7 separate regions of the Mus musculus genome follow, and all the other regions are linked to region 2. Evidence: chromatin contacts called from public ChIA-PET and HiChIP or PLAC-seq data. All regions are on one chromosome and are shown on one strand. Each heading gives the region's core, a stretch centred on a gene start, on an enhancer-like site or on the middle of the called end of the contact. The rest is flanking DNA. Distances are from core to core; before and after follow the strand shown.

What was found. ChIA-PET counts read pairs in DNA pulled down with a chosen protein or histone mark. HiChIP or PLAC-seq counts read pairs in DNA pulled down with a chosen protein or histone mark.
Region 1: a contact with region 2 is called in a FOXA1 HiChIP or PLAC-seq map of pancreatic cancer cells. The contact joins the promoter of Birc5 here to the enhancer-like site in region 2. A contact is called at or near these places in 1 of 39 promoter capture datasets (neural stem cells), 1 of 15 datasets of contacts at CTCF or cohesin (large pre-B cells) and 9 of 115 datasets of contacts at active chromatin or transcription factors (craniofacial prominence, embryonic basal ganglia, embryonic forebrain and 6 more).
Region 3: a FOXA1 HiChIP or PLAC-seq map of pancreatic cancer cells shows a contact between it and region 2. The contact joins two enhancer-like sites. A contact is called at or near these places in 4 of 115 datasets of contacts at active chromatin or transcription factors (bone marrow-derived macrophages, embryonic stem cells, large pre-B cells and 1 more).
Region 4: a FOXA1 HiChIP or PLAC-seq map of pancreatic cancer cells shows a contact between it and region 2. The contact joins two enhancer-like sites. A contact is called at or near these places in 1 of 115 datasets of contacts at active chromatin or transcription factors (pancreatic cancer cells) and 2 of 9 other capture datasets (adipose tissue and embryonic stem cells).
Region 5: an RNA polymerase II ChIA-PET map of memory CD8 T cells shows a contact between it and region 2, with 13 read pairs. The contact joins two enhancer-like sites. A contact is called at or near these places in 1 of 15 datasets of contacts at CTCF or cohesin (large pre-B cells), 1 of 484 Hi-C or Micro-C datasets (CD8 T cells) and 3 of 115 datasets of contacts at active chromatin or transcription factors (memory CD8 T cells, pancreatic cancer cells and thymic regulatory T cells).
Region 6: a contact with region 2 is called in an HNF4G HiChIP or PLAC-seq map of pancreatic cancer cells. The contact joins the promoter of Tk1 here to the enhancer-like site in region 2. A contact is called at or near these places in 1 of 39 promoter capture datasets (embryonic stem cells), 1 of 15 datasets of contacts at CTCF or cohesin (large pre-B cells), 5 of 484 Hi-C or Micro-C datasets (the G1E-ER4 cell line, embryonic stem cells, liver and 1 more), 14 of 115 datasets of contacts at active chromatin or transcription factors (craniofacial prominence, double positive thymocytes, embryonic basal ganglia and 10 more) and 4 of 9 other capture datasets (adipose tissue, embryonic stem cells, liver and 1 more).
Region 7: a FOXA1 HiChIP or PLAC-seq map of pancreatic cancer cells shows a contact between it and region 2. The contact joins the promoter of Tha1 here to the enhancer-like site in region 2. A contact is called at or near these places in 1 of 39 promoter capture datasets (hippocampal neurons), 3 of 115 datasets of contacts at active chromatin or transcription factors (memory CD8 T cells, microglia and pancreatic cancer cells) and 1 of 9 other capture datasets (embryonic stem cells).

The regions. Positions count from the first base shown.
Region 1 is chr11:117,847,869-117,850,792 of GRCm38.p6, forward strand. It overlaps Birc5 (baculoviral IAP repeat-containing 5), which reads left to right and starts at 1,369. Exons shown (of 4, transcript NM_009689.2): 1 at 1,369-1,593; 2 at 1,886-1,995. The coding sequence starts at 1,483.
Region 2 is chr11:117,309,958-117,313,035 of GRCm38.p6, forward strand. All of the region lies in intron 2 of Septin9 (septin 9), which reads left to right. Among named protein-coding and RNA genes, the nearest start is that of Gm34065, 15 kb to the right of the region's middle. Within about 2 kb of position 1,409, at least 136 of the 459 cell types and tissues checked have an H3K27ac peak or open chromatin away from gene starts, as enhancers often do. A contact at or near this core is called in CD8 T cells, adipose tissue, double positive thymocytes and 7 more, where this site is marked.
Region 3 is chr11:116,571,996-116,574,912 of GRCm38.p6, forward strand. All of the region lies in intron 1 of Ube2o (ubiquitin-conjugating enzyme E2O), which reads right to left. Among named protein-coding and RNA genes, the nearest start is that of Ube2o, 8.0 kb to the right of the region's middle. Within about 2 kb of position 1,331, at least 93 of the 459 cell types and tissues checked have an H3K27ac peak or open chromatin away from gene starts, as enhancers often do. A contact at or near this core is called in pancreatic cancer cells, where this site is marked.
Region 4 is chr11:116,699,646-116,702,940 of GRCm38.p6, forward strand. No RefSeq gene overlaps it. Among named protein-coding and RNA genes, the nearest start is that of St6galnac2, 6.6 kb to the left of the region's middle. Within about 2 kb of position 1,681, at least 41 of the 459 cell types and tissues checked have an H3K27ac peak or open chromatin away from gene starts, as enhancers often do. A contact at or near this core is called in pancreatic cancer cells, where this site is marked.
Region 5 is chr11:118,143,906-118,147,276 of GRCm38.p6, forward strand. No RefSeq gene overlaps it. Among named protein-coding and RNA genes, the nearest start is that of Gm38514, 7.8 kb to the left of the region's middle. Within about 2 kb of position 2,011, at least 204 of the 459 cell types and tissues checked have an H3K27ac peak or open chromatin away from gene starts, as enhancers often do. A contact at or near this core is called in CD8 T cells, memory CD8 T cells and pancreatic cancer cells, where this site is marked.
Region 6 is chr11:117,824,637-117,827,917 of GRCm38.p6, forward strand. It overlaps Tk1 (thymidine kinase 1), which reads right to left and starts at 1,378. Exons shown (of 7, transcript NM_009387.2): 1 at 1,078-1,378; 2 at 965-996; 3 at 35-145. The coding sequence starts at 1,143. It overlaps Afmid (arylformamidase), which reads left to right and starts at 1,283. Exons shown (of 11, transcript NM_027827.3): 1 at 1,283-1,370. The coding sequence starts at 1,314.
Region 7 is chr11:117,871,866-117,875,031 of GRCm38.p6, forward strand. It overlaps Tha1 (threonine aldolase 1), which reads right to left and starts at 1,661. Exons shown (of 7, transcript NM_027919.4): 1 at 1,306-1,661. The coding sequence starts at 1,534. It overlaps Gm11725 (a long non-coding RNA gene), which reads left to right. Exons shown (of 3, transcript XR_001780380.2): 2 at 230-338.

The DNA of each region.
Region 1 (2,924 bases), core at 119-2,618, 540 kb after region 2:
GCAGTGGGAGCACGGGGAACAGCAGGGGGAGGAGCAGCCTCTTCAGAGCACCCCTGTCTCTCTCAGGGCTCAAGGCATTTATACCCTCTAAAGACTTCCCAGAATTCCAAACAATAAACGCTCTCCTGAAGTTGGCAAAAATCACACCCTTGCGCAAGGCAAACCCTAATTATTTGCTGGGAAGCCACCTCTTACTCCACACCTGGGATTAAAACAAAAACACATTCATAAAACATAACTGGGCTTTTAGAGAAACTCAAATTCTCACTACAGGGAAGAGTCCTATCTGAACCGGGCCATGAGAGAGGAGAGGAAGAGATGAGAGAGGGAAGAGGACCAAGAGAGAAGTGGAAAGTTTCAGACCAAGGGAGCAAGCTGTAGAAATGGCTGGTCTATACAGGGAAGAGAAGCTCAAACGCTGGACTGGTGAGGTTTAGGATAGGGGCAGGGTGAGAAGAGCTGGGGGGAGCCACAGGAATTGATACTTGATCCATGTTTCTTCGGGACGTGACAAAACCCCTCTTGTTCCAGCTGCCTATGTGGTATGATCTGTTCTTCCTCACAATCTGTGAGGTGGCCTGGAGCTCATTGGAGGCCCACTGGCAGGAAGCCTACTGAGATTTATTGAAAAGGAAACCGAATTATCAGGGCACTCGTTTGCAACGCCAACCTGGGCTGTGTTCGGGGCATGCCCAGCCTGCTGTCTGCAGTGTGAAGCTCTTTAGAAGCCACTGCAACCACAGGCCGCCCGACAGGAACAGAGACACTGAAAACGGGCCCGCAGCAAGGCAGGCTCAGCAGCCAACAGTCACACCCAGGAAGCAGTATTTTTCTTCTGCTCCTGGACTCTCTTGCGGTGTATGGCTGCTTCCCTTTGGTCTGAGCCAGGCCGATGGTCTCAGAAATAGACACCCATTGACTTTCTTTTCCAGCGCTGGGACATACAGACCCCGCCTCCATCCCAGGGTGTCTATAGGAAGGATGGCGGCTGCTGCAGGGAGGAGGGTCTCCTGTCTTCCTAAGGGCGCCCCTCCACCAGCCTGTGGGTGGGTCCGAGGCACTTCCATTCCGATATCTAGCTGGCCAAATCCTGCAAACCTTGAGGCAGGAAGAACCTGCAGAGCACATGGGACTTGCAGCGGACATGCTTTAAAGAGGTGCCCCAGGCCCGTCCACCGCCCTCGGCCACCCTCCGTGTCCTCTGGGGAGCAGCTGCGGAAGATTCGAGTCAGAATAGCAAGAAGGAACCGCAGCAGAAGGTACAACTCCCAGCATGCCCTGCGCCCGCCACGCCCACAAGGCCAGGCGCAGATGGGCGTGGGGCGGGACTTTCCCGGCTCGCCTCGCGCCGTCCACTCCCAGAAGGCAGCGGGCGAGGGCGTGGGGCCGGGGCTCTCCCGGCATGCTCTGCGGCGCGCCTCCGCCCGCGCGATTTGAATCCTGCGTTTGAGTCGTCTTGGCGGAGGTTGTGGTGACGCCATCATGGGAGCTCCGGCGCTGCCCCAGATCTGGCAGCTGTACCTCAAGAACTACCGCATCGCCACCTTCAAGAACTGGCCCTTCCTGGAGGACTGCGCCTGCACCCCAGAGCGAGTGAGTCCCAGCTTCCAGCGACTCCACCCTGGGCCCGACGGTGCCTTAGTTGTGTGACCCGGGATCAGAACCCGCTATCCCCACCCTCGCTTCGTACTGTTAGCCAGGCTGCTTTGCTCTGCTCTGTCCTCCACGAGGCCACCCCCCCCCCCCGCTCTCCCCACCCTCTGCCTGAACCACTGTTAGCCTCCGGGCCTCTTCCCACTGTCCTCAGTTCTCGGCCCGGAACGATCTCTGGGAATCATGGGATAAGGTCAGACTGTTGATCCCGCTCACGAGCTGTCATTTTCAGATGGCGGAGGCTGGCTTCATCCACTGCCCTACCGAGAACGAGCCTGATTTGGCCCAGTGTTTTTTCTGCTTTAAGGAATTGGAAGGCTGGGAACCCGATGACAACCCGATGTAAGTCCCACAGGCTACTCTCGGTGGGTTTCCTGGTGTTCCCCTTCCATTGAGAGCCTTTTGGGTTGAACTGGAGTTGGGACAAACCATTTGTATTTAGTAGAAGAGCATGCTTCTTGCTCAAGTGTTCCAGTTATACAGCTCAGACTAGTCTTGAATTCTCAATTTCTGCCTTGGTTTCCTGAGTGTTGCCAACATGCATGGTTTTGCCTGAGGTTTTTTTGTTGTGTTTTGTTTTTGTTTTAAAACAGGGTTTGTCTGTGCAGCCTTGGCTGTCCTGGAACTCACTCTGTAGACCAGGCTGGCCTCGAACTCAGAAATCCGCCTGCCTCTGCCTCCCAAGTGCTGGGATTAAAGGCGTGCAGCACCACTGCCCAACCAAATTTTTAAATATGTTATTATTACTTAATTTATATTTCTATTTGTGTATGTTTGGATGTGGGTGTCATGGTGGATGTTGGTGTCAAGACAGCTTGGGGGGATAACTTCTCTCTTATTGTGTTGGTCCCTGGAATTGAGCTCAGGTGAGCAGGTTTGGCAGCAAGCATCCTCACCTGGGCCATTTCAGTGGCCCCTGTTTGGTTTCAGACCCCAGGAGTAGGAACTGAGGTGCTTATTCTACATATCAAAGCAGACCTGGACTCCAGGCTCTCCCAGCATCCCTCACTCCCTCCCTGGCATACTTTGCCCCCAACTCTGAACTTCCAGCCCAGGAACTGGGCAGCCCTTCCCCCCAGAGGCTCCACCCTATATAATCCAGGCATTTTGGACTTCTCTTCTTCTCTCTCTACATGTGTTCTTTCTCTCACCTTCCCATGGTGACTCCCCTGGCCTCAGTCCTTGAGCCCAGTGAATTCACCTGGGAGCAGCTTTCCAATAAACCTGCATTTCATAACATCTAATCTGGCTTGAATTGGTTCATTTAACCA
Region 2 (3,078 bases), core at 159-2,658:
GCCACCCCAGGAGCCTAGATGCAGAAGCAGACTGAACCTAGCCATCCCCTGCCTGTCCTGGAGCCAGACAGGGCAGCCAGGACAGTAGCCTGTGTCCTGCTTCCTGGGAGGTCAGCCAGCCGATGTGGCCCAGGGGACTGGGAGGGGAACTCCTGGCCTTGTCTTTTCATTTCTAGGTTCTGGCCCTGAGCAACCCTCAGAGCTGTGGGTGGAGGGGTTGAGGTGGGCCAAGCTGCGGTGAGAGAAAGAGGCCTGGAGAGTTTAGAAAATGTCTGTCCTGACATAGGGCCTGGCACTGATGGGTAGGATGGTGAGGCCCATGAAGCTGGACCTGGGAAAGGGGCACTGACCTCTGACCCCAGTCATCTTCCAGATCAGGGAGTCAAGGCTCAGAGAACTTCAGCCACCTGCCTGCAGCCCACAGTATAAGGATGTCATCTGCCCTCCTGGCTTCCTCTGTGTGGCTTTGGATTCTGTGCTGGCATGCAGTCTCCTGGGGAAAGCTCTTGTCCAACAGTTTCCAGGGATGCCTCTGTCTGCAGAGAAAGTGCCCTGAGGTCTCCTGTCTCCTGGCCCTGCTTACCTCCCAGCCTCCCCTTATCCTCTGGCCCAGTGCCAGGTGGAAAACCAGAATAAAGGTTATTCTACATGTCCAACAAGCTGTTAGCAGGAACAGGCCACTCGTCCCTCTCCTGCCTCCCATCTGGGGACCACTCGGGAGGACGGTCTTGCACCAGCACGCAGCCTCTGTGCTAGGCTGGTGAACACATGGTGGGATTCCTCAATAGCAAGCATGAGGACCTAAGAATCATGCCTCGAACCCAAGTAGAAAGTCAAGCATGCTGGTGGCGGGGAGGCAGACACAAGCAGGTCCTTGGGATTCAATGGCTGGCCAGCCCAGCCTACGTGGTGAACCCCACGCCAATCTTTGTCTTTAAAAACAAACTACCTGATGGTGCTCTGAGGAATGACACATCAGACTGTCAGATTACTCTCTGGCCTTCACTCACGCACACAGAGGAATTATAGCCCCTAAATAGAGGACCGGTGTCGGGGAGGCTGTGTGAGCATCCAGGTGGACCCTGGCTGTTTCCGGTAACCCATCTCAAGGTTCTCCCAGTCTCTGCATCTCAAGACTCTCCTGCCACTCATAGCCCTTCATCCTGGCTACAGACACTCTTCCAGGGAGCCAGCTGACACATTTGGCCTCTGAGATTTTTTTTTGAACAGCAATGAAGGGAAAGAATGAGTAAGAAAGAGTGGGGGAAGGTCGGTGGGGAGGGGCAAACAAGCTGGAAAGTCCAAACATGTGTTGTAGAAGCAGGTGCCAGCATGACATCATCAGGAGGGTGGCTGAGGGCCCGAGCCCGGCTCAGCCCAGGAGAAGCTGGCCCGGGAGGCTGCCCTTGGCTCCATTCTGCCCTGCTTGGAGTCGAGAGATTTGTTTCCATTTTAGGGACAGCTCTGGAGGCTGTCCTCTTAACTCCCGGCCGCATTAATAGTTCATTAATTCTGGATCCTTGCTGTGTTCGTTCTTACATGTTCCAAGTGCTGGGTTAGTGTTGAAGAGGAGGCGCAGAGAGAGGGAACCACTGGCTCCAGGCCACACAGCTTAGAGTGTTTGCCTCCGAGCCTCAGCTGGCAGGTGAAGGAAGAGACCTGTGGTTTCCGTAGTGCATGAGGGGGTGGTGGCCTCTGCTTAGCCTCCTTGGCCCAACAGGAGGGGTCTCTGGATACTCCATAAAGTGAGAGCCTCACTTCTGTGGTCCCTCGGGAGAGCTGGCAGGAGGCAGAGATACAGGGGACCGTTGGCCTTACTTGGATTCGCCAATTGGACACGCAGATGCTGCTGTGCTGTGAGGCCAATTACTGCACTGGTGATCTTCACTCCTCTGTGCCTCCTGCTTTGTTTAGAACCTTCTTCTGTGCCCCGCCCCATATTCCCAGGGCTGTCTTCGACCCTGATACAGGATCAGAGCTATCCTCTGCCTGCTGTGTTTTCTGCTGACTCTGTAGCACTTAGCTTTGGGAAGTCTCTGTATGACTCAGTTGATGTGTCTATAAAATGGGTTGCTGGCGTCTTCCTCCCTCCTAAGCCTCTGGGAAGAGTCTGGTGAGAGGTGTTGCTGGAAACCACTTTGTACCAGCGAGTTTTCTGGCTGAGTGTGGTTTGGTTGGTAGAATGCTTGCTCCCATGCAAAAGACCCTTGGGCTCAGACCCCAGCGCTGTATAAACTGAGTGCGGTGGTCCCCGCCCGCCCGTAGTCTGAGCATTGGGGAAGTGTAAGCAGGAGGACAGAAACTCAGGCTGATGCTTGACTCCAGAGTGAGTTTGAGGTCAGCCTGGGCTACGTGAGACTCTTGTTTCTAAATAAACAAGTCAAACAAAGTGCTTTTCGGAGCTGTTCCAGGCACTGGTTTGCTAAAGCTCGGGCCAGCGGAAATCTGGGTCCTTCTGGAGCCCTGGTGCTGAGGGAGGGCTGATGTTAGGGTCGGCTCAGTGCCCAGGAGGAAGTGGGAATTGTCCGTCAGGATAGGAGCCAGCCTAGATTCCCACTGTCAGAAAGGGCTGGGTGACCAGTGATACTGAATAGCCACCCATGAACGTCCGTCTCTGCCTGTCCATGCCTGGGCCAAAGCGAGCTCTTCCCCGGCCCCCCAGCCCAGTCCCTCAGCAAACTCTTCCTGGTGGCCTTTCCTCCCCTGGAGCCCCTCTGGCCTGCACCATGTGACCAAGCACAGGAGGAAGGGCCCAGCTGTGGGAGGTCATGCTGGCCAGGGACTGAGTCTACAGGACCGGCCTCCCAGGAAAACCAGCTGCGTGGGAAACAAGCCAGCAGCTCCGGAAGTCTGTGTGATGCAGTCTGGACTCCAGGCCTGTCACCGTGACCCACTCACGGCTTTCGTGGCTCAGCATCACTGTACCCAGTCACCAGCCAGCTTGAGAGAGACTTGTATGTGCCACCGCTCAGGCCCAGCCCTCCCTATCTACACGGGCATCTCCTGCATCTTCCAGTCCATCCCAGCACAGGCTGAGGAGTGTCCCAGTGGCAGGAAGAAGCTTCCGGCCTGCACTTC
Region 3 (2,917 bases), core at 81-2,580, 740 kb before region 2:
CTAACTCACAAGTGGCTTCCAAGGACTCACTTTCACATACACAGACGAAGCCAGATGGCAGAGTGACAAAGGTTGCTGACTCACGGTGGCTGGCAATTAGTTATCAGTGGTCTACTTCTTCAGCTTTTCTGGACGTCTGCAATGTTTTCCTATTAAAAAGTCGGGGGCGTGTTTTGAATCCCACAGACCTGGGGAGGGGAGGGCAGTCATAGCACAAGGCTACACCACGAAGTCTGAGGTGCTAGATGGCTTGGTAGAATGTACACCAGGCAACGAGGACAGTGATGCAGCCGTGGCAGGCACTCATCCAGGTGCAGGTACCACACGTGCTCAGAACCCAGGGAGGGAGAGAAAAGAGGAAACGGGAGCCGAGGGGAGGGAAGGAGAGGCTGAGCAAGGCTTCTAGGGAAGAAAATGAGAAGAAAAAAAGAAAAAAAAAGGTAAGTCAGATATAAAGGGAAGAACCCAATTCCTTTAAGATAAAGCCTTAGGGCGTGGGTGCTCAGGCTGCGGAGATGGCTCAAGGTGTAAAGGGGCTTGCTGCCGAGTCTGACAACCTTAGAGTCCGATTTCTAACATGTAAGGTAGAAGAGAACTCACAAGGTGTTCTCTGACCTTCAAATGCTTTTCATGGCACACATGTGCCCACAAACATATAAACACAAAATAAATGTCAAAAATAAGAGAGCTGAGTTGTCTGCATTAAATAGCATCAAAGGTCCAGTGACTAAGACAGTCAGCAAATATGGTGACCAGAAATTTCCTAGTCACTTACAACCTCCGGGGAGCCATCATATGCAGTGTGACAGGCCAGATGGAAGGCCAAAGGTGAGGGGTCATGAGGAAATGGGAGGCAGACAACCAATTCCACCAGCCCAGGACTGGGATGTCCCCGAGGCCAGGAGAAGCTCTCCTCCCTGGCCAGAAGATGATGTCATCAACCTTCAGGGCCCTCTATGCCCCTTAAGACATGAAGCAGAAGCAGACAAATCCAGGACGCCTCTAGCACCGCATACGCCAAGCCTGATGTTCTAGGAGACAGACAGTTGTGTTCCTGTAGAACTTCCCTTCAGGGGCCAGCAAACGCACTGGGTGAGAAGGCCATCCAGGCTGCTTCAGAAACCCTGCACATACATCCCAGTCGAGGCTCTCACAAGCGGCTCAGAGATGAGCCAGGCAGAAGGACTGCCAGAACCCAGGCTCTAGCTGCAGTATGCAAACGAAGGAGGCTTTCTCTGAAGGAGCCTGCAGGAAATCTGTCCGTGCTAGCCCATCTTCAGCTTTCTGGTTGGGTAGGGCTGACTGGCTCTCCCCAGCCTCTCAGATGACTCAGCATCTTATTTTTTTTAAAAAAACCTTTAAATTGCCATAGTCAGACTGTCCCCCAGATGTGGCTGCTATCAGCTTGAGCCAAAAATGACAAAGCAAGTGTCTCAGTCCCGTGGCCCAGCTGTAGAACAGCAAATGCTGCTGCTGCAGTCTTTCAAAACAGGCAAGCAAACTGACTGCCCAGTCACATACACAACCAGCGAGATCTAACCCCTAAGGGGAGCCATCTCACAGTTACTGCCCACGGGGTCCTTGGAAGGGAGGGGCGGAGCCCCTCCCCACTGTGAGGGGCCAGACGGAAGACCAAAGGTCAATTAAATCATGAAATCTTGCTTTGACTTATCCTCCCCTGGAAGAACGCCACCGGTTATGTGGAGGACTCTGACAACCTGGACACACGTGACCAAGGCTTCATTCAACACGGTCACCCTGAGTTGAAGGACAAATAACCTTGGAACAGATAAATTCAGACAGCCATTAATGTGATTCAATTTTACTCTGATCTACAAAAAAATTCCAGTAAGCACTTGGCTCTTCCCCATATAGCCAACCACACATCGGGTGGTTCCTAACAGACCCCGGGGCAGGCTGAGATGTCAGGTCCGGAGGGGTTCTAAAGGGCACTACTGCTCAGCAAAAGAATGTTCCGGGGCTGCTGCAGCACTGGGGCTGCTGCAGCACTGACGTACATCTCCACCACTGCCCCCTTCCCTTCCTGACCCCCCTACCCCAGGCCATTAGACAAAGTCTGAGGAAGGAGCTAATCAAAACTACCAAACTCCTACTGAGAAAGGACAGTGACAGCGCCTGAGCTGGATGCTCTTACACCTTCCCAAGGGCCATTTCCTCACTTTAGACTGTCAGGCCTGATTAGCAGTCCCAAGAAAGAGGCTAGTCACAGACCAGGGTCTCAAAGTTCCCACGGACCTAACAGGAGTTTAGATCATGTTGTTCTGGGAGAAACCCACAACTGTCCTGACTCCCACTCTGAGGGGATCACAGAGGCAGCTGACACTGTCACGTGTCCACAGTCATTCACATTACACATGATACTTGTACTTCTTTTTAAAAAACGTGGGCCCCAAATAGGTTCCAGGGAATTCCATGAGGCCCAATGTTGTGTAAAATAATAAAAGAGAAAGTTCTTGATCAAACAAAAATGAGAAAGGAAAAAGCAAGGCCATCAATGAAGCAGGGAAGGCACGAAACACCTTGCATGTCCTGAAGCAGAAAACAGACCACAGGCCAGAGGGAGGAAGGGACTGAGGCAGAGCTCAGGCTTCCCAAGGAATCGCTCTTGGCCCTGATTCATGAGTCAGCATTCCCAGCAGCAGGGGACAGCAGGTCAGGCTGGAGTCCCACTATTGACAGTTTTCAGGGATACAGAAGCCCTCTTGCTTCTAGCAGTGGAAGGCGGCCCTTGGTAGGTCGGTGCTGGACTGAGGCAGGCTAGTGCTCTATTCACTCAACATTCTAGGCAATCAAAGGTTCCCCAGAAATAGTGTTTTTGAACGCCAAGGTCAGTAACCGCATCTTGATCAGACAGTTGCCATGAGCACAGAGTACAGCACTAAGTGCCTGGGGCACA
Region 4 (3,295 bases), core at 431-2,930, 610 kb before region 2:
ACTAGGAGCGTGTCCCAGTCCCAGCACTCATGTTGGGTGGCTCCAAAGGGCCTGTTACTCCAGCTCTGGATCTGACACACTCGCATGCACATACCCACACACAGATGCACATACTTAAAAATACCACCCCATCCCCTTCTTTTTTTTTCAAGACAGGGTTTCTCTGTGTATCCCTGGCTGTCCTAGAACTGACTCTGTAGACCAGGATGGCTTTGAATACAGCTCTGCCTGCCTCTGTCTCCCCAGTGCTGGAATTAAAGGTGTGTGCCAGCTTAAAAATAAATCTTGAAGAAGGAAGAAGAAGAAGAAGAAGAAGAAGAAGAAGAAGAAGAAGAAGAAGAAGAAGAAAAATGGGTGCTGGAGAAATGGCTCAACCCTTGCTGCTCTTGCAGAAGATAGGGGTTCTGTTTCTAGAACCTGTATCAGGAAGCTTATAGTCTACCTAGCTCCAGTTCCAAAAGATCAGACACCCTCTTTTAGCCACAGAGGGCACTCACTGTATGCAAGCAATGTCCACACAACCAAATGGACACATGCAACGTACACATAAATAAAACACACACACACACACACACACACACACACACACACACAAAGGAAAGCCTGACACTGGGTCCAATATGAATGACATTATGTTAAATGAAATAAGCCACAAAGAGCTCAACACCATGTGTAAGATACACTTATATGAGAGTCAGAGTGTGGAATTAGTGTTACTAGGTGTGGAGAATGAGAAATGTAGAGTTGTTTAATGGGTTCCGAGTCTCAATTTTCACAAAATAAAGTATTTCAAGTATTAGGCTATAATATTAATATATTTCTTAAAAATACTTATTTTATGTATGTGAGTACACTGTTACTGTCTTCAGACACACCAGAAGAGGACATTGGATTCCATTACAGATGGTTGTGAGCCACCATGTGTGCTGGAAATTGAACTCATGACCTCTGGAAGAACAGGCAGTACTCTTACCTGCTGAGCCATCTCTCCAGCCCCTACAATAAAAATATTAACATTATTGACTTGCTCCCTAAAAATGGCTGAGATTTATGTTCTGTGTATTTGTTAAAATGTGCACGAATGGAGCTAGAGAGATGGTGTAGGGTCAAGAGTACTTGTTGCTCTTGCAGAGGACCTGAGTTCGATTCCCAGCACCCACATGGCAGCTAACAACTGTTTATAACTCCAGTTCCAGGGGATCCAATGCCCTCTTGTGGCCCCCCCTGGGCACTCCATGCATTTGGTACACAGATATATGCAAACAAAACACTGATACATATAAAGCAAAAATAAAGCCTCAAAATATAAAAATAAATACAATGTGTGAAAGAGAGAAAGAGAATTGGCCTGCATGTACATCTGTGTACCATGTATGTACTGGTTGGGGTCTGAAGAAGGGGTCAGACTTATGAGCCTGGAGTCACAGATGGTTGTGAGCCACCATGTGGGTCCTGGGAATTGAACTCAGTCCCCTGCAGGAGCCACGCATGCTCTTAATTCAGCCATCTCCTGGCCTATTAAAGCATTTAAATGAAACTTCTGTCCACAAAAGTTCTTAGGAAGCTGTAGCTTTGAATGAACCTTCTGCAAGTCTAGTTGACTGACTAGAACACTGTGATCACAGATAGTTGGAGTTTTGCAAGTCCAGAGCCAAATTATCTTTGACTAATTTCAGTCCCCCCCCCATCCCCTCCCTCACCCCCCACTTCCTGGAACTGGTTTTGAACTGCTGGAGGCCGGACCTAAGGTCTTAGTGACCATTAAGTAAGTCTTCTGGAATGTACCAAGTGTGTGCTTCCCACTCAGCTAGGAATGCCACAGCAGGAGGTGCCCGTTTCCCCGCTGCAGCTCTCCTGCTGTTTGCCCCAGGCATTTGAAAGCACCTTCATTTGTGACCAACTTGCTTTGTTCCATTACTATTAAAAACTTCATGAGATTGCTTCCATGATGAAACACAGACTGTTGAGAGCAATGAGCCTGTGTTCCTGAGCCAGTACCACTCACACTTGACTTCAAAATCAACTCTCTTATCCTCTTTGAGAGGGCTGCAGGGTCATGTGCAGCGTGGCACCCCTTACTGTAGTGGTTCTTTCTAGAGTAGGTGTGGCTAGCCTTTACCCAGGTTTCTCCCTCCTCCCTGCATGCCATCTTGAGAAACCACAAACCACACAGTATACTCGAAAGCAGGATACTGAGCAGGATGAAGGATTTATAAAGTCAGTTTCCATGGCTACCAGAATCCCTCAGGTTGCCCTTTTACAACCAGGCCCTCTTTCCCCTTTTCCTCATCTACCTCCACCCATCACCCCTGACTAGTCTTTACTTCTATAATTCTGTCACTTCAAGAAAGCATCCATTCTCCAGCTTTTAATAAACCTTTTAAAAATCACATTATTTGTTTATTTATTTACTTATTTTATTTGTTTGCTTGCGTGCCTGTGGTAGTCAGAGGACAACTTGCAGGAGTCCATTCTCTTGTTCCACCATGTGAACCTCAAGGATGGAACTCATGTTGTCAGGCTTGCTACCTGGTGGCTTTTCCCGGCCGAGCCATGCCATTCACTGTCTCTTCTCCTTCAATGTTTATGACCACCCCTCCCCTGGTATAATTCTACTTTGTTGTTGTTATTGTTTTTTGTTTTGTTTTTTTCTTTTTTTTCTAAGACAGGGTTTCTTCCTTTAGCCCTAGCTGTCCTGGAACGTTCTCTGTAGGGCAGGCTGTCCTGGAACTCACAGAGATCCTCCTGCCTCTGCCTCCTAAGTGCTGGGACTAAAGTCATGCACCACCACTGCCTGGCTCCCTCAGTATACTTCTATGGAGACCGTCTAAGTTATCTGTATCAACTGCACATTCATTTTTATTGGGTGTTGCGGGATATTTGATCACACTGTGAACCCTGAGAACTAAGGCAAATCACAGAAAGATTTAACAGACTAGGATGTGCCCAGCTCTCAGGAGAAGAGAGTGGAAAGGGAAGCTACTTGAGGGGAAGAGAAAAGTGGCAGTTTTCCTGGGGCTGTTGCTGCAGAGAGAAAAGAAGTTAGACACAGGTGAAGACAGAATGAGCCAGAGAAGGAGCCCGAAGATTAGAACAGATTGCCAGAATTTTAGGCCAAGCAAAACAATTCAGGAGAAGCTCAGAGAAACCAGATTGAATCAGTCAGCTTGGAGAGGAGTTTGAGCCAGGAGAGCTGAATTAAACCAGGGAGCCAGAGATCTCAGAACGAACTAGAAAGGGTGAGTTTATTCAGCAATAAATCTTAGAGGCTGAAAATATTCTAGGCCTAGATTAG
Region 5 (3,371 bases), core at 761-3,260, 830 kb after region 2:
TAAGCACAAAAACCACATCCTGCGTGACAGACTTCTTCAGTTAGCAAGAACAGCTAGGTAGAAGTAGAACCAAGAAGCTAAAAAAGCAAGGTTAGTACTTTTAGAGAGGACTTTGATGGATTGGGTCTTTGTTTTTGTTTTGGCGGTGCTGAGTTTTAGGGCCTGAATGGTCCTTGCATCATGGAGTCAGTTGTGCTAAGGTCTGGGGTGCCTGTTACAAAATAACTCTAGCTTGTGTCACGTTGACTCAAAAACACAAGAACAATTGATAATCTTCCAATGACCTTCCAGGGAGGCATCTAAACACTCCCACCCCTGTAAGGGAGCTAGCTCTCAGAGAGTGTCATCATCCAATGGAGGTCACACAGCAAGCAGCCAAGCCTAGCATAGAGGCTGCTTTCTCTGACTCTAATCCAGTTCTCCAAGGATCTTGCTGAGAGGCACTATGGTGGCCAATCTTCAACATCAACTTCACTGGACTTAGATTCATTCTGGAAAAACAGCTCTGGCTGTCTCCTAGCGTGTTTCTAGGGAGGTTTAACTACTGCAGCTCAGCCTGCTGGGTAAGATCAGATGTGGAGAGGAAGGGAAGGAAGGGAAGACCCATGCTGACTGTGGGCCGTACCATCCCCTGCGATGGGGGCTTGCACTCAATAAACTGAGCTGATGATTGCCAGCACTCTATGCGTCCTGCCTGCAGCTGCACTGTGACCAGCTGCCTCATGTCCTCCCCATCAAGGTGGACTGTGCCCTCCAACATGAGGCAGATAAAGCACCCTTCCTTCCTTAACCAACCCAGTGTGTTAGCTGTACAAGTGCCCCACATGTGAGGCAAGGTGGCCACCTCAAGAACCAATGAATGAAGACACGCTGGAAGGCAGGCTTGTCAGGGTGACAGTCACCAGCCGTTCTCTGAGAGTGCATTTCTAAGGACAGTGTAGTACACAGTGCTTGCAAAGTACTCAAATGTGCTCTGGCCTTGTTAGCCTCAGCAGCCCATCCACTAGGCTATCTGTACGTGACTATCACCCAGCAGCCCATCCACTGGGCTATCTGTACGTGACTATCATCATCCCAGCAGCCCATCCACTGGGCTATCTGTACGTGACTATCACCCAGCAGCCCATCCACTGGGCTATTTGTATGTGACTATCATCATCCTAGCAGCCCATCCACAGGGCTATCTGTATATGACTATCATCATCCCAGCAGCTCATCCACTGGGCTATCTGTATGTGACTATCATCATCCTAGCAGCCCATCCACTGGGCTATCTGTACGTGACTATCATCATCCTAGCAGCCCATCCACTGGGCTATTTGTATGTGACTATCATCATCCTAGCAGCCCATCCACAGGGCTAGCCATCCCTTGGGAGGAAGAGGAAAGGGGATCAGAAGGGAGGAGTCATCCGCAACCACACAGTGAGTTTGAAGCTGGCTATGGGAGGCATGGTCTCAGAAGGGTAACAACGGACCACCGACCAGAGATGTGGTTCAATGGGTATAGACACTTGCTACTAAGCCTGATGACCTGAATTTGATCTCTGGGACCCACATGGTGGAGAAAATGGACTACTGTAAGTTGTTCTTACATAGGTATACCCATGCATACCCATGTATACCTATGTACACATACATATACCTATGCACACACAAACACACATGTATACCCATGCACACACATGCATACCCATATACACATATGTAGACTGTGCATACACATATATACACACATGTAGACCCATGCACACACATGTATACCTATGTGCGTGCATGCACACATACACATGCACACGCATGCGTGTGCACACACACACACACACACAAAACAAAGAATAATGAAGCAGCAAAGACCCGGGCTCCCTACTGGGAGTAAAGACCACAGCACTTCATCCTCTGAGCTGTTATGCTGCTGTAATTTTCTGGACCAGTGACACATGACTGGGCGTGTGGCTGTGCCTGACTCACTGCAACGCCCTTCCTCTTCCGTCAGCACGCACCACAAGGAAGGTGGTGTCCCTGTGACACTGAGATCTCTTTCCTGTTTCCACAGGAGCGCAGCTCAGTAAATCCCGAGTGACGCACACACCAATGGATTACACGCCACAGGCTCTGGCCTCTTTCACCATCCCTTCAGCTTTGCTCCGGGCACATCTGCCTAGCCGTGGCCATGTGAGTTTGCCATGTCAAGCTCACCAAACTGAGGCTCCTGGGCAAGTGACAGAGGCTCTCACAGGAAGCAAACATCAAACTGAAAGCTAGCATACACAGCGGACAGACGGCAGAGTGCCGGAGGAGGAGTGGAGGGAGGTAGCTGGAGGGCAGCCTTCAGAACACGGGTGGGGGGACTGCACACAGCAGGAAGGAGGAGAAAGGCAGGGCAGCTGGTAGGGCCTCAGGACTGACAGCGGGCATGGAGCTTTGGGCGTTACTGAGATAGCCTGGGCTCCCACACACATGGGTGTCCATGTGATCAAGGAATAAATGGGGCCTGGGGAACACAGCAGGGAGGGGTGGCACCAAGAAACATTGGCACATCAGAGACTTGGAGCTGCCTCATGTCTGAGAAGCAGAAGAGACTCAAACTTCCCAGTGGAAAACAAGAAGCAGGAGATCCACAGTAGAAGTTAAGATGCAGGCACCTCGACCACGAGACCTGCGGTGCCTTCCAACAGGAGGTGGGCGCCTACGTCCCTTGCATGTAACTTGGCCTTGTGATTTGCTGTGGACAACAAGATGCAGAGGAAGTGATGCTGGACTCAGGGTCTAGCCTCTGACTTCCCTCCACAGTGCTTGGTTCCATCCTGTCTCACCTGAGAGTCCTGTGCTGAGAGGCTGGAGACCGGTGAGACGGCAGGCATGCCTGGTATGACTGTGTGACCCAAGCTACAGTCCCGGGGGCCCTCAGATTCTCCCGAGGACACCGTGTGTACAAGGCCAGTGACTCCAGATAGGCTTGGGGTCACCTGCATTCCCAGTGCTTGCAAGGTGGGAGCATGAGCATCAGGGATCAGAAGGGTCTAGCCTAAGCTGCAGAGTGAGTTCAGGGATACCCTGGGCTACATGAGACCCTATCTTAAAAAACAAAAAGCAAAAGACTAGGTGGTGGTGTACACCTTTAAGCCTAGTACTACGGAGGAGGCAGAAGCAGGGGGATCTCTGAGTTCAAGGCCAGCCTGGTCTACAGACTTCCAGGGCAGCCAGGGCTACACAGAGAAACCCTGTCTCAGAAAAAAAAAAAAAAAAAAAGAAAGAAAGAAAGAAAGAAAGAAAAGAGGAAAAATAAAGTAAATCCATGCCCTTCCTCTATCTCATATATTCTGTATACTGTGCATATATATGATATAGTCCCAAACTTCTGTTTAAACA
Region 6 (3,281 bases), core at 128-2,627, 510 kb after region 2:
GTTTCCGAAGGGCAGGCTCAGGGGTAGGACTGACCGATCATGTGTGGAGAAGCTGTTGCTATAGCGCGTGTCTTTGGCATACTTGATGACCAGGCACTTGTACTGGGCGATCTGGAAGCGCCGGACTCTTCTCATCAGCTCTGTGCTGCAAGAATTAACCAGAGCACATGAGGCCCGAGCAAAAGGCGGGCTGCCACTACCACCTAGCGTCGGGCAGCCGGAACTGCAGCCGTTCACCCCATGCTGTTCTGAACAAAATTCAATTTTCATGAATGAACTTCAAAGTCTTTGACAGAATCACCAGAGAGCTTGCTTCTGGATCCCAGATCATGAGTTTGGCCCTCACCCTCGGGGCAAGGGACAAATTGAGGTGACACCAGACCATTCAGAAATAATGAGGTGCCTGGTATGGTGATGCACCCCAGCAGAGGCAAGCGGATCTCTGAGTTGGGCCACAAATAAAGACGCTGAGTTAAAAAAAAAAAAACAAAAACTAACCCCAAGATAAAGCAAAGAAAACCCAAGTAGTGTGTGTTTGTTATTCTGGGTGGGACTCCCAGAGTTTAGACCCTCACCTCAGAGTTAATTGGGCTCCAAGGCTTTAGGAGAGCTCGCATGGGGAATGAATGAGGAAACTGTCAGAGAAGGTGCCTAACTCCCAGGGGACACATGAGAGTTCGGTGGGCTCCTGGGTAATGTGGGCTGGGGTCTTCAATTGTACCCCCATGTGGTCCGCCTCAGCAAAGATAGGGTTCCCCAAGAGAAAAGGCTTGGGCAGGAGGATGGCAGCAATCCAGGAAATCGAATTTTGGGCGGGAATGTACACACAGAGGTCGAGCGCGTTTGCCGCCTAGTCAGAGGCTCCTGGGAAGATGGGGGAGGGGGGAGAGGAGAGCCAGGGCCTGCAGAGAGAGAGGCTGCAGAGAGAGAGGGAGGCCCACCGCCCCGAAGGCCCATTCATTACCTTTTCCCTGAGAACATGGGCCCGAGAATCACCTAGAAGAGAAGTCATTTAAGGGGTCTCCCCCTTGTACACCCCGCACCAGCCACCACCCGACCCCACTCCAGACCCCGCACCTGAATCTGCCCCCGAGTCTTGCTGGGGGAGCTGGGCAGCACGGTGGGCAGATTGATGTAGCTCATGGCTGCTGTGCAAACCTTAGTTAGCACCGAGAGTCCGTGGGTGGAAAAATTTCGACTTACTGCTCGCATTTGCCCGCGAACTCAAAAGGGGGCGGGACGAAGACAAGACTCGTCCCACCTCTCAGCTACGTGAAAAGCCTGGAGCTCGACCATCCCCTCCGGATCTGGCCATGGCGTTTCCTTCCCTTTCTGCGGGCCAGAATCCCTGGAGGAACTTGTCTTCGGAGGTAGGTGTGGTGCAGCCGCCCAGAGCCGGGACTGGAATTTTAGGATGCCCACAAGCCAAATTTCCAAGCGTTGAGCGCCAGATTTCTTCATTTTTCTCGTCATAGAGCAGGTTTAGCTTGTTAGCCTGGTTTTAAAGACAGCGAAAACTCAAGTTCCAGCAGGAACTAAGGGGCTTAGGGTTTGGACCTTACTCTGAGGTTGTGCAGTGTGATTCTGTGTTTCTGTAACTACAGTCTGGAAGGTGCCAAGGCTGGGGGTCCTTGCTGTGAGTCGCAAAGTAAGGCAGGCACCTTCAGGGACAGACTGTATTGAGCGGCTTCAGAATTCCCATGCTAAAACTCCTATGGCTCACACCGAGCATGCCCAGAAACCTTCTCACTCAGGAATTTGTTTGGTTACTCTGTCTGCCATTGGTTGCGGCAAGGGTTACCAAAGGCATACACAAAGCAGGACAACACATTTTGGCGCTTGCTGTAGTTAATTACCATTCCACTAGGATTTCTTGACTGGTTAGCTTGTATTAAACAGGCTTCTTTGTTTTGGTCACAGACAGACATCACTTAGAATCTGTTGAAAGTTAGGAACATGTGTCCTCGGGGGTGGCTCAAGCATTCAATTCCAGGCAGAGGCAGGCAGGTGACTTAAGTTCAAGGCCAGCCGGGTCTACAGAGTGAGTTCCAGGTCAGCCAGGACTACACAAAAAATAAACTTTAAAATACAATCAATCATAAATCCTAATAGTAAAAATGAAGGCAGAGGGCTAGAGAAATGGCTCGGCTGTTGAGCATCCACAGCTCCTCCGGAGGCGCAGAGTTGAGGATTTCCAACACCCACATCAAGACAGCTCACAGCGTCCAGCTCCAGAAGGGACTGCAGGCACACACATTTAAAGAGGAAATAAAAAGACTTTTGGCACATGTCAGTAATCTCAGCACTTGATCCTCGAGGCAGCTACACAGTTACAAGAGATGAGAAAACAAAAAGACGACAAAAAAAAAAAAGATGATGCCTAGCCAGGCCCCTAGCATCCAGCAGGTACCAACCGGAACGAGAAGGGTCTATAGCATGTAAGACGAACATTCAACAGGAAGAGGCAGAGGCAGCTGTGTTTGAGCAAGGGGCTTACATTGTTTCTCTTACACACCTCCCTTCCAACCCTGTGGGCGTCTAGCACCCCCATTATATCAACGAGAAGAGCAAGGCTAGAGACAGCTGGAGAGAGCCAAAGGTGCCCAGCCCCAGGCCTCAGTGTGAAGACGCACTCACTGTCTTCAGGATTCCTGTGTTGGCTTAGGAACCTGTGTCCTCCTGGCTTTCTGTGTTAAGTGTGGGCATCTTACATTTTCCCCTCGTGGTGGTAGAGATTGAACCCAGCACAACAGGCAAATGCTCTGCCACTGAACTGTCCCCACTTTTCACTTTATAACCCAAACACTGTTTATTTGTAAACAGAGTCTCACTGTGTAGTCCTGGCTATCTATCCAGGAACTGGCTTGGCTGTCCTCCTGCCTCTGCCTCCCTCTGCCTCACAGCGAGCTGGGATTCCAGCTGCGTTTACCACACCTCTGGCTGCATAGCCTTCTGCAGCTGCCATCTGGCTGAGCAACATTTGCAAACTGACTTTTGACTTCTTCCTGCTTACCTCTGTCCCTGGGACCCTGTATGTGCCTGTGGTCAGAATACTGTCCTCCCAGAAAAACAGCTCATGCCACTTGATTGCTAATGGTCACACAGTTGCCTCACCTCCTGTGGTCTCAGTTCCCGTAGGAATTTGGCCCCCTAATGCCATTTACAGACCTCATGTCTCATGAAGGCCGTTAGCTGGTTAAAGGCATGGTTGCCGCTAGGGAACCCCTCTGGCACCTTTTTGAGGGCACCTTAGATGTTCTGCTGAAATACCTAATGGGGCA
Region 7 (3,166 bases), core at 411-2,910, 560 kb after region 2:
ACCTTATCTTAAGCACTTCTCTCCGAAAAGGTACATTTGCTCGGATGAGAAATGATGGTCCTGTGGGTGGGGCTTGGAGTCTGTGATCTTGGTAACCACGTGCCACAGCCAGAGGCCCCTCTGTCAGTCCTCCTGAGCCACAGTCCCCGCCCCAGGCCACCGAAACTCCCTTGTGGTTTGAAGCCCCTTTCCCACCCAGACCTCACACCTGTTTTTCTCCCTTTCCCAGAAGCCCCGGCAGGTGAGGCCTTGTGGTTTCCCTGTGGACTTCCTCTGCACATCACCACGGAAGAAGAGCCTCTGGGGAGCGGGCAGGGCACAAAGAGTGCAGCTGGCGGGTGAGTGGATGGCCTGGGTAAAGGCCATGGTGGCTCTCCTGTCTGTGACACAATGCTCAGTGCTAAAGTGATCTAGATTCTGTCCCCAGAGGACACATACCCGTGTCTCCCTGAGCCCTGTGTGCGGTCGGGGATGAGTTCTGCTCGCTCCTCCTCCCAGCCCCTGGTTCACCCTCCTCAGACTCCTGTCGAGGCCAGGACCTCCCAGCCTTGATGTGGTGACCTGTTTACACCAGGTGCCTGCTGAGAGCAGTGTAGCTCAGCATCTTTGAAGTTCCTGGTAATATCTTGTTGTCAAGAGATTCTAGATCAGCCCCAATCACCCCTGGGTCCACAAAGGTCAAGTGTGATCTCTGGTGTATCTCTGGATCTCTAGTGCACACACAGCAGCACTAGAGGTCCACCTTAGCAGTGACTATTGACCCCGGGTGGGCTTTGGTTTGCTGTCTCCTTAACGCGCTGCACTCCCTAGATATGAAATTCTGCACCCCCCCCCCCCCCCTGTGAAGGAGCAGCGAGCACTTTCTTTGCTGGATTGATTTTGTCTTTGTGAAGTCAGCCAATGAATGAAGGAGAGTAGTTAGCCCTCCTTGTAGTAAGACCTGTCTCAAACCCTGGTTCTTCCCTGTTCCTGATGTGGGTCCTTGAACTCCTCTCTGCCCATCTCGGGGTCTTGCTTTGCCAAGTCTGGACAACACCCATCTGGGCAATTGGGTGACAGTGGGCAGAAATCACCAGGTGGTCCTGTTAAAATGCAGATTCTGGCTCCCCAAGTCCATTGTGGAGCTCAAGAGTCTGCATTACCAGGGATCTCTCCGAGAAGGAACAAGAACGCAGAGTGCACCACTGAGCGTCCTCAAATGTCAGCGAGGCACCCCTCTGCGTCCGTGCTGTCCTGTCAGAACCACGGACAGCGTCCCGGGGTCACCGCAACGACCCCTGCCCCGGGCCTGTTCGCCGGGCTCACCGTGGACCGTAGGGTCTTCGCCGTAATCATCGTCTCCTACAACCGCTTCGGCCATAGCGCGCCTCATGGCCGGCCCTGGCCGGGTCACCGTGTCGCTGCGTAGGTCCACCACGTGGGCTGGGACCCCCGCCCAATTCCTAGACCACTGAGCCCAGGGCACCCTGAGCCCCGGGACCGTGGCCCGGAACAGGCTGCGTAGCATGGCGGCCCGGAACAGGCTGCATAGCATGGCTGTGGCACTCGTCTTTCTCGGCCGCAGGAGCGGAGGACAGTCTCTTCCGTGCCAGCGGGGAACCCGTGTAACTGGACTCTTCTGACCCCGCGCGGACCTGAACTGGGCAAGCCCGGGGCACTATGGGAATTGTAGTCCTCTCTGGAGTTTTATACATTATTCGAGCCCCGCAGCATGCTGAGAGTTGTAGTTTTTGTGTTCCGTTGTTCCAAAGGCTAGGAGATTTTGGAATGACAGTTCCTTACTTTGCTGAGTGGGAAACAAAGCTGAGGTCCGGGGATTTTAGCGTGTACATGGTACTGCTCGTGGCACTGCAGATTTAACTTAATTAAGCGTCTCAGCCACTCTGGGAAACACCTGGGTGTTTGGGAATGGAACTCAGGTTCTCTTCATAATCAGTTCCATGCCTCTGAGCCACCTCTCCAGTCCCTCACGGTCCTCATTTTACACCCGAGGAAACAGGCTGCAGACACTGATGTGAAGTCCAGGAATCAAGTATGGTACCGTGTTGCCCATAAACAGTAGCTTTCAACCACTGGAGTCTTTTTAATTTTTCTCCTTAAAAATTAGTTCTGGCCGGGCAGTGGTGGCGCACGCCTTTAATCACAGCACTTGGGAGGCAGAGGCAGGCGGATTTCTGAGTTCGAGGCCAGCCTGGTTTACAAAGTGAGTTCCAGGACAGCCAGGGCTACACAGAGAAACCTTGTCTCAAAACAAACAAACAAACAACAAAATTAGTTCTGAACTCACTGGGTAACCTAGTTGACCTTGAACATCTGACCGTCCTGCTTGGGAATTCAAGTGTGTGCCACCATGCCCAGTTTACGCTGTGCTGGGAACTAGATTTAGGGCTTTGTAAGTGCTAGGCAAGCATGCTACCAAATGGGATACATTCCCCCTCCCTCCTCTCCCCTCCTCCTCCTCCTTCCCCCTCCCCTTCCCCTCTCCTCTCCCCAAATTCTTCTTTTAAATGAATTTAAAGCTGGGAGGTGGTGGCACACACCTTTAATTCCAGCACTGGGGAGGCAGAGGTAGGCGGATCTCTGAATTCGAGGCCAGCCTGGTCCACAGAGTTCCAGGACAATCAAGGCTACACAGAGACCCTGTATGGGGGGGGGGGGAGATTTAAAACTTTAAAAATCATATGTGTGGGGTGGGGAGTAGATACACATGAGTGTAGTTACCTACTGGGGCCAGAAGAGGGCGCTGGACAACCTGGAGCTAGAGTTACAGAGTCTCCAAGAGACTGTATGGGTTTGTGTCTGCCATCTCTCTAGGACATATGGGAAACGGAGTTTTGGAGGTATCTAGAAATCTTTCTTTTTCCTATACCATTGGCTTGGAGAGACAAGGTGCTTCCATGGAAGTCATGCCCAAGAGCCCTGTGACAGAGCACCTAGCTAGTAAGCATGTGATCCTTAGATTGATTCCTCAGTACTGCAAAAGGCAGGCATGGTGGCTCATGCCTGTAATCTCAGTCCTTTGGGGCGGGGTGGGGTTGGGGGAGGCGGGAGGATATTTGAGACTTTCAGGCCAATCTGTACTAAAGTGAGACTCTGTTTCAAAAAATTAAAATTAAAAAGAAGGAACATAGATAGCATTTGCCCGCTCCCAATAGTGTGTCAGCAG